Linked DNA regions of Mus musculus: regions 2 and 3 are each linked to region 1. A link is a contact called in public promoter capture Hi-C data. All regions are on one chromosome and are shown on one strand. The core of a region is the stretch at or near the end of the contact, and the rest is flanking DNA. Distances in the headings are between cores, read along the strand shown. Region 1 holds the start of Cd82 (CD82 antigen). Region 2 has its middle 13 kb from the start of Gm32683. Region 3 overlaps Ext2 (exostosin glycosyltransferase 2).

What was found. Promoter capture Hi-C pulls out the DNA fragments that hold promoters and counts their contacts.
Region 2: a promoter capture Hi-C map of hippocampal neurons shows a contact between it and region 1, with 2.0 times the contacts expected there. The contact joins the enhancer-like site here to the promoter of Cd82 in region 1. A contact is called at or near these places in 5 of 39 promoter capture datasets (the 3T3-L1 cell line, the C10 cell line, the HPC-7 cell line and 1 more), 2 of 115 datasets of contacts at active chromatin or transcription factors (epiblast stem cells and neural tube) and 1 of 9 other capture datasets (adipose tissue).
Region 3: a contact with region 1 is called in a promoter capture Hi-C map of liver, with 4 times the contacts expected there. The contact joins the enhancer-like site here to the promoter of Cd82 in region 1. A contact is called at or near these places in 9 of 39 promoter capture datasets (the C10 cell line, cranial neural crest, embryonic stem cells and 6 more), 1 of 15 datasets of contacts at CTCF or cohesin (stem cell-derived epiblast-like cells), 1 of 484 Hi-C or Micro-C datasets (liver) and 6 of 115 datasets of contacts at active chromatin or transcription factors (bone marrow-derived dendritic cells, craniofacial prominence, embryonic basal ganglia and 3 more).

The regions. Positions count from the first base shown.
Region 1 is chr2:93,461,230-93,463,783 of GRCm38.p6, forward strand. Cd82 (CD82 antigen) reads right to left here and starts at 1,273. Exons shown (of 10, transcript NM_007656.5): 1 at 1,101-1,273. The region is part of intron 2 of Gm10804 (predicted gene 10804); the gene reads left to right.
Region 2 is chr2:93,165,640-93,168,193 of GRCm38.p6, forward strand. No RefSeq gene overlaps it. Among named protein-coding and RNA genes, the nearest start is that of Gm32683, 13 kb to the right of the region's middle. Within about 2 kb of position 1,287, at least 68 of the 459 cell types and tissues checked have an H3K27ac peak or open chromatin away from gene starts, as enhancers often do. A contact at or near this core is called in hippocampal neurons, where this site is marked.
Region 3 is chr2:93,738,075-93,740,628 of GRCm38.p6, forward strand. Ext2 (exostosin glycosyltransferase 2) reads right to left here. Exons shown (of 14, transcript NM_010163.3): 9 at 1,496-1,685. Among named protein-coding and RNA genes, the nearest start is that of Gm39883, 18 kb to the left of the region's middle. Within about 2 kb of position 1,282, at least 24 of the 459 cell types and tissues checked have an H3K27ac peak or open chromatin away from gene starts, as enhancers often do. A contact at or near this core is called in liver, where this site is marked.

The DNA of each region.
Region 1 (2,554 bases), core at 23-2,522:
GTAACACATTTCCTGACCCACAAAAGAACAAGATGACGTTGATGGCTGGTGTCAGTTTCTGACTCTGATGAGGTCAGGGATGGGACAGCTGCAGTTACCCACAAGCCTTCCAAACCAAGCCAAACCCCAAAGATGGGTTCATTTCCCAGAAGGAAGACAGCACACCACCTGCTCACTGACATCTCAGGAGCTTTGAAGTGAGGCTTCTGGGCACCCAATGGCCTGTCAGGCATGGTACACATAGTTTCACTTAATTCTTGCTACTACTGTTTGGCCATTGCTCCCCAAGTTACAGATGAGGAAACTAAGGTTTGGAGGGGAGTGGAATCCAATTAGGCTGAATCCCAAAGCCTAAATCCTTGGCACAGCCAGGACCCAGGACACACCCCACCATCAGAAGTGGAGCCCCTTCTGCACAAATACCTAATCCCTGGCACAGCAAGGAGCTCTCTTGGGTTTGGCTAGATTCTGAGCAGGTTTGGAAGGGTTTCCCCTTCTTCTCCCTATGCACCCCAAGAGAGAGTTTCTTCTGCTGCTATCCCTCCAGGCTCCTCTTCCAAACCAGCTCACCTGGAAAAGTTTGGCTAGGTTTCCACTCTTAAGTCCACCCAGTTCAGTGGTGCGCTCAGAACGTGGAAGGAGGAAAAGAACGGAAACTGCCTTGCTTTGGATTTGGAGTTCCTTCCAATAACCCAGGGCAACTTAAATCGTTTCTCTCAGTGACATTTTGCGGAAGTCGCTGAGGTCTAGCTACGCAATCTGAAAGCGAGTGTACTCACACACCACTGTGACTGTCACCTGTTAGCCCTCACATTCCGCTCGGAAGCTCATCTCAATCAACTTCCTCCTTCTGGAACCGGAGGAGATCTGGACTAGGGGCAGGGACAGGCCCGGGGCCACAGGGCTGGTGTGTGGGGCAGCCAGAACTAGGGAGTTCGGGACTCGGAGGTGAACGACCCTTCTCAGCTACTAAGTGCTCCAGCCTGTTACCTGTTGCCAAGCGGGCCCCACGGGCTTGGCGGAATGGGTCCTGCTAGGAAATCCGGACAAAGCTAAGTTTGCTTCCGATTATCCTGTCCCCTCCCCCAGGCTTCTCTTACCTGGTGCCTGGGTTCTGGCTACGCGCTTTAAGTCCCGCGTCTTCAGCTGGCGCCCCAACCCGAGTCTGACTGCGCAGCTTGGCTCTGTCCCTCCGTTTTCCCCCGCCACCCCCTCCCGAAGTCAGTCCAGAAGCTCAACGGCCTTGTCAGGCCACGCCACGCCCCCCAAGACCACGCCCTTGACACGCCCCCTATACAGTTCCCCTCTGGGCCCTGCGGGAGGTAGCACCAGGCTCCGCCCACCACAGCCTCCCGGTTCAATCAAACGGCCACACCCCTTAGCACAACACTGAGCTGGCTACCCTTTGCCAACCCTCCAGCTCTGCCCAGCCCTGCAGCCTGGTTCCAGCTCCAGATTAGAGGCGAGGCCACGTACGCGCCTTGCTCCGCCTGCTTTGGGCCTCCAGGGGATAAGGCCGACCTGGGACCCCAAGTCTGCCGCTCCAGTCTCTTCCAGCCTTGCGGAGTCTCACCCCCTATGGTCTCCCCCATCCTTCCCACTTCCCAACTATGCCGCTGGCGGTCCTCTGAAGCCCTCCTGTTCACCCCTTTGAGTCCATCACTTTCCCCAGGGGCTCACCCTTAGGCCTCCAACTGGGAGGCAACTCCCCGGCTCCGCCCTTCCCGGGGGATTCTCTGCTCCGCCCCGAGCCTGTTCCCCTTAGCAACCTGGCTCAGGGCTATAAGCCTGGGGCCCCGACGCTGGCATTCTAGGACGGGCGTATCCTGGTGCAACCCGGGAATGGCGTGGGAGCGTTCGCGTTCCAAGACCAGGTCTCCGTGTGGAGGCGGCTGGAGCCAAGCACTTTCTGAAAATACTAACAGCTACCAGTGGTTGAACTTTTGCTCAAAGACAGGATGAAAGCCAACAGCTGTTAAAACTCTGCTCTTCAGTCCCTACCACTCCTGGGCTACTTTATTTGTACCCATTTTATTATTTGCACCCATTTTACAGATGCACAGCCCAAGCTTTAGAGAGGGGAAGTCGTGGGCTAGAGTCTAACAGCAGAGTCGTTCGTGAACCATTCCAACGTCTCGAATCATACTTAATACTTGTCCTAGCTTTTCTGGATTTTGGTCCTTGAAGAAGTGGCCCAGGCCAGCCAGCTGTGGTACAGCAGGCTGGTGAAGGGGTGGCAGGAGAGGGCAGAGGGCCTGAGACCTCCATGGCTGGCTTCTTCTTTGAGAAAGTGGTCTGCCAAAGATCTCCAGATGTCTGACACATCACAATGCACTACAGACCATGGATCTGCCTCAGGCAGGTTACCAGGTTAACAAGCAGGGCCATTAACCTGTGAACTGCTGAAGTTCTTTAGCAACACATCTCACTGGCATAGCAGTACAAGCCTCTGAGGGGAGGGTGTGGATGTGCTTGCTTTACCAGTGGGGCGCTGGATGCAAGGCTGCCCAGTGGTTCTCAAAGCTGTTCTCACCCTAGAAGCCCCATCGCTGCC
Region 2 (2,554 bases), core at 37-2,536, 300 kb before region 1:
CTTCAACCAGACTCCAGAGTGAGGGCTCTCTTTCTCTTCCAACATTCTCATCCAGTCCCTTGCCTTTCCTACCCTCCTTGGGGTAAGCACCCAGCTCTAGCCAGCAACTATAGATCTACAGAGGACCCATTGGAAAAAAGGTGGGGACCCTCCCATAGAGTTGTCCCAGCCAGGCAAAGAGGTAAAGGGGGCCAAGTTTGGAGAATAAGGAGGGGCCTAGTTCTGGACATGAGCAGGCTGCAGGTGTGGCTAGGGTACCACTCTGTCTTGAGAGGGGCCTCCCATGGTAGTAAGGACCCAGCCTCAGTAGATTCACACTAAGTATCTCCCTCTCCACAGGCCTTAGCCTCTATGGTTAGGCTGCCTGTTGGCTTCCTTTCCCTGAGGCCAGAGCTCTGTGAGAACCCAGGCCTAGCCTGCTGATGGGAATAGTGTACAACCTCACCCATAGGCAGGCCACTGGGAGCACAGACTCATTTTGGATTTTATTGTTGTTATTTTGTTTGTTTGATAGCTCTTTTCCACCTCTTTCTATGGCAATGTCAGAAACGGAGTAAGCCACTCATTCTTGTCCCTGTTCAGGGTCACTGCAGGGAAGCCTGGCCCACATTGCTATGAGGACGACTAGAACTCTGTGCCCTCAAATTCATGTTGTCAGATCAGCTGAGCATCACAGGTTGGGAGTTCACATGGGGCACCACTTTGCATATCTGTGTACTTAGGGTCTGAGAGACATTTGGCAGACCTCATAGGGTGCCCCATTTACCAGTCTCTGAACTGAGCCAGACTCTTTATCACTGTCTCCTGATGGACATTTCAGCAACCTGGTCCCCATAGCAACCAGCTTGGATGTCACAAGGAAACCCAGGGACCCTTAGGCAGAGTCAAGAAAGCATGAAGACGTGTGTTTAGAAGACAGAGTGCCCGCTCCCTTCCCTCGGCTACTCTCTGCCTTTGTTGGATGTATGAGGCGCAGCACACGAAGGCCTTGTTGGAAAACGCCTGCTTTCCTGTGACTTACAGACAAGGTCTCTCTGAAGATTTGAGCACAGTCTAAATAAAACCTCTCTTCCTTTCTTTTCTCCTGGGGTCTAAGAAAACGACTTTCATTTCCTCCTGTGTGGAGCAGGGATCAGGAAGCCAGTCTAGGGAGGGCCTGTGAGTTCTAAGCACCCAGCTGGCTTTGCTCACCCACTTCAGAACCACCCAGGGCATGCTTCCATCCTCAGCAGAGGAAAAGGAGGCGAGCAGCAGGGTAGGCAACAAGCCTGCCTGGCTCCCCCAGCTTGTTCTCCCCACCACTTGGGAATGGCATGGCTTCCCCTGTGCGGCTTCCCGTGTGAACACATCTCTATATACAGCCGGGGGTGGCAAACTGTGCCAGGTGGGCCTCAGCTCACTGCTTCACAGTGCTCGGGCTCATTTGGGGAGAGGAGGGGTGTGCTCAGAGAGTAGCTGGATTCCACTGAACCAATGGATGCCTTCTGGCCCACGAGCCTGCCGATGTCTCTAGTGTTGGGTAGACTCAAGGCCAGGCTGGAGCCCCAGTCACCCATGATGTAAACGTGACAAAGCCTTGCAAGTTGGCTTGTCTACTTCCCCTTTTCTTCCACTCATAGCAGCCCCACACTTCTGTTTCCCGCTGTCGACATGTACCAGCTGCCCTTAGGGTAGCAGGGTCCTATGATTTCGGAATGTGGGAATGCAAAAGTACCGAGCAGGGCAGTGGTGAAGACTCACATCCAGGTGTCGCTTAAGTGAAGGGGTGGTAAACAGTGGGCAGGTGGAGGGGGAGCTAACAACTGGACAGTGCTAAACAAAGATGACATGAGGCCTAGGGGCTGGCTGCCATGAGCTTCTCCTTCAGGTGCATGTGACAGTCCTTCTGCTGAGGCAACTACCCCCATCAGGTGGGCTTGAAGCACCTCTGCTTAGGGTCACTCTTGGCGACATGGCTCTGGCCCTTATAGACCTAAGCAAGCATACTCTGTGTCTAACGATGGCTTGTTCTATAGCTTTTCATGGGGGAGATCTGTCTGTTCATTCCAGATAGGGATACCAAAGCAAGGATTAGATCCAAGTTCCCCTTGGTGAACCATTGGGTTATTGGGGTTGCCTATAGGAGTATGGGTGACTCAGGCATCTTCACTGATGTGGGTTCTTTGAATGAGACAGAGCCTTTCTCAGTTCTTGGTCAGCTTAGGTCAGGAAGCTTTCTTTGGTGGTAGAAAGATAAAGGACACCAAAGCCATCCTGAACCATTTAGCTTCGAGTTATCTCAAGCCCAAGAAGAATAAGGAAATGCAGGGCAGGAGTGGGGAGAGAGAGAGAGAGAGACAGAGAGAGGGAGAGAGAGAGAACGAGAACAGATGTATCAAGGGACAGTGAGGAAGAAGACCAGAGTTCCAGAACTCCAGGGGAGCAATATCATTGTAGCCCTGTTCAATGGGCTTTTTGGGGTCTTATAGCAGGACGAAATGGAGCCTTTATCAAGTCATCTTATGGGGGCTGGAGAGACGGCTCAGAGGTTAGGAGCACCGACTGCTCTTCCAGA
Region 3 (2,554 bases), core at 32-2,531, 280 kb after region 1:
ATGCTTGGGGGCATACCGTAGGGCTTTTATTGAAAAGAGCTAGTTACAAGGTCTGGGAGACGGCTCAGCAAGTAAAGGGCCCCTCTGAACAACATAACCACCTTTTAAGTTTGATCCTAGACACTCTTGTGAAGATGGTGGGAGGTGGTGGGAAGGTCTGTCAGTGGAGGGGTTGCCACTCAGCCTATAAAAGCACTTGAGCTTGATCTTCCAGTCTTACCATTGTGCTCTGACCTCCACACACACGCCATGGTATGCATGTGCGCATGCGCACGCACGCACATACATACACACACACACACACACACACACACACACACACACACACACACGCAAATAAATAATAAAGTTGTGCTCAGATTTCCACATCCATGCTATGACACTCATACATGCACCTGTGTACATATACGTCATCCTAACACATATAATAAATAAAGTTTAAAAAATTAAAAACCTATTTTACTCAAATGATGGCTCTTCAAATTTAAAGAATGCATGTGACCCTTTCAGAGAATAAACATGCCATGAAGTACTTTTTTTAAGCATGTGTTGGGAGACTCAAGAATTTTCTCTGGCGAATTCTGAGTTGCCTCACAGAGAACTGCTGTTCTCTCACAGCTTGGGCACTAACTCACCATTGTGGCTTCCAGGGTTGGCCATCCTGACTTCAGTGTAACCAGTTAAAGGGGACCAGCCATCAAAAGCACAGATACTGCTGTCAGGCAATAAACTAGACCTTATCGGTGACAGCAGTGCACATTACAGACTTCAAACTCATTCCTTGCTCTAATCCATCAGAAACTTCCTGGCTTTAATAGGCACTAAATGGCAGGGGCTTTGAAGTCCCTGGAATTAGGGTCAGTAATAGACAGGCTGAACGAGATGCTAAATGCAGGTAGGACAAACTCTTGTGCGTCCCAAATTAAAAGCAAATCCAATTAATAAAACAGGCCTCACCCTAGTCGCTGCAGCAGATGACAGGGGTGGCCAAGGCAGGGGACAAGTGCTGGAGCATCCAGCCAGCTCCTGTGAGAACCCATTTTAGGCTGCAAGGCTACAGGGGCTGTGGAGCTGACCTAATCAGAACAGCGGCTAGGCTATCGCTTTTTGTTTCCTTGAAGGAGGGCTCAATATCAGAAGAGAGATAAGGGAGCAGAAAACTAATGCCCTGTAAACTGAGTTTTCATGTAAACAAATCTGCTGGGACGGCAGAGGGAAGCTGAGACCTGTTTTCCCAAGGCGGATAGCCTTTGATCCCCTTGACTCTTAAGCTCTCAAACACTGTGGCTCCATCTATGCCAGGGCTCAGAGTTCACTGGGCCACCCTAGAACACTTCTGGTGAGATGACTCCAAACAGCAGGGTCACATTGCCTTGCCCTGGCGGTGTTGTTGGCAGAGGGTGGGAGCATGGGTCCACCCCAAGTCAGTGCAGTTAGGGGTGCAGGGAAGCCCTAGATGGCCCCTTCTGACACTACACCTCTTCATTCTCCTTACCTTCCGGAGGGTTTTTATTCTGATTATTCCAGACCACCAGCAGCTTGGACAGACTGGGCACCTTGGACACCTCGGTGATGACCCGGAAGAGGCTCTCCACGCGGTCGTAGGTGAGGACGATGGCAGTGAAGCCTTGGGACTGAGGTGGGATCAGCGGCAGGAAGAGCGGGTTGCTCACACTAGCCCACTTCTGCAAGAGGACAGGAGGACAAGGGTCAAGGAAGGAGAAGCAGCAGGTTGGCGGCTTTGCCCAACACCAGAAAGAGCTCAGCCATTCTTACAAGTGCCCCCTCCTCACTGTCTGACACCACTGAGAAGGGCACAGAGTACATGAGCTGCGATGTTTCTACAGGATGGATTTAAAACACACATCTACCTCCATTTCCTCCCCAAACCACTGAGGTGGCAGCTGATGACTGCAGAGAATGGGAATTCATGACAGCAGGGAGTCGGCAGGAGAGTGGAGAGGCTGGGATGCCTGAGAGGGCCAGAGGCAGGAGAGGACATGCCCACTTGACCCTGCCAGGAGAAGCAGTGCTGAGGGCAGAGGCCTACTTAAAGGACTGTGTCAGGATGTCAGACTCCAGCTCACAACTCTTCTCTCTCCAACCCAGCAGGTCATTTCTCTGTAGAAATGGAACCTCCAGTCAGGGACAGAGGCACAGGAGGCAAACTAGGATAAAGCGTGGATGTTGAGTGAGGAGCCCTGTGGCTGCCTTCCCTACTCCAGTCCCAGCCATGTGGCTATCTGGGCATCTCTAGCTCCCAGGGAAGCCCCCAGGCAGCACTTGTGTCCACAAAGACCTACATACTGATCATCTTTTAGCATCTCCTCTTTTAATCATGCACAGATTCGAGACTCACAGACAGTTCAAGAGCATCTTTAGCAGAAGTGGCACAAACCAAAGGAGCAGACAAAGCTCAGAGCAGACAGACAATGGGCACACAGATCCAAGTTAAAGCAACAAACGATATCCCCAGGGAGAAAAGGGGTTCAGCCATGAAAAAGTGGTTTTTATTTTAAATTATCTGTCAAAGATTGGAAAGAACTCTAGGATG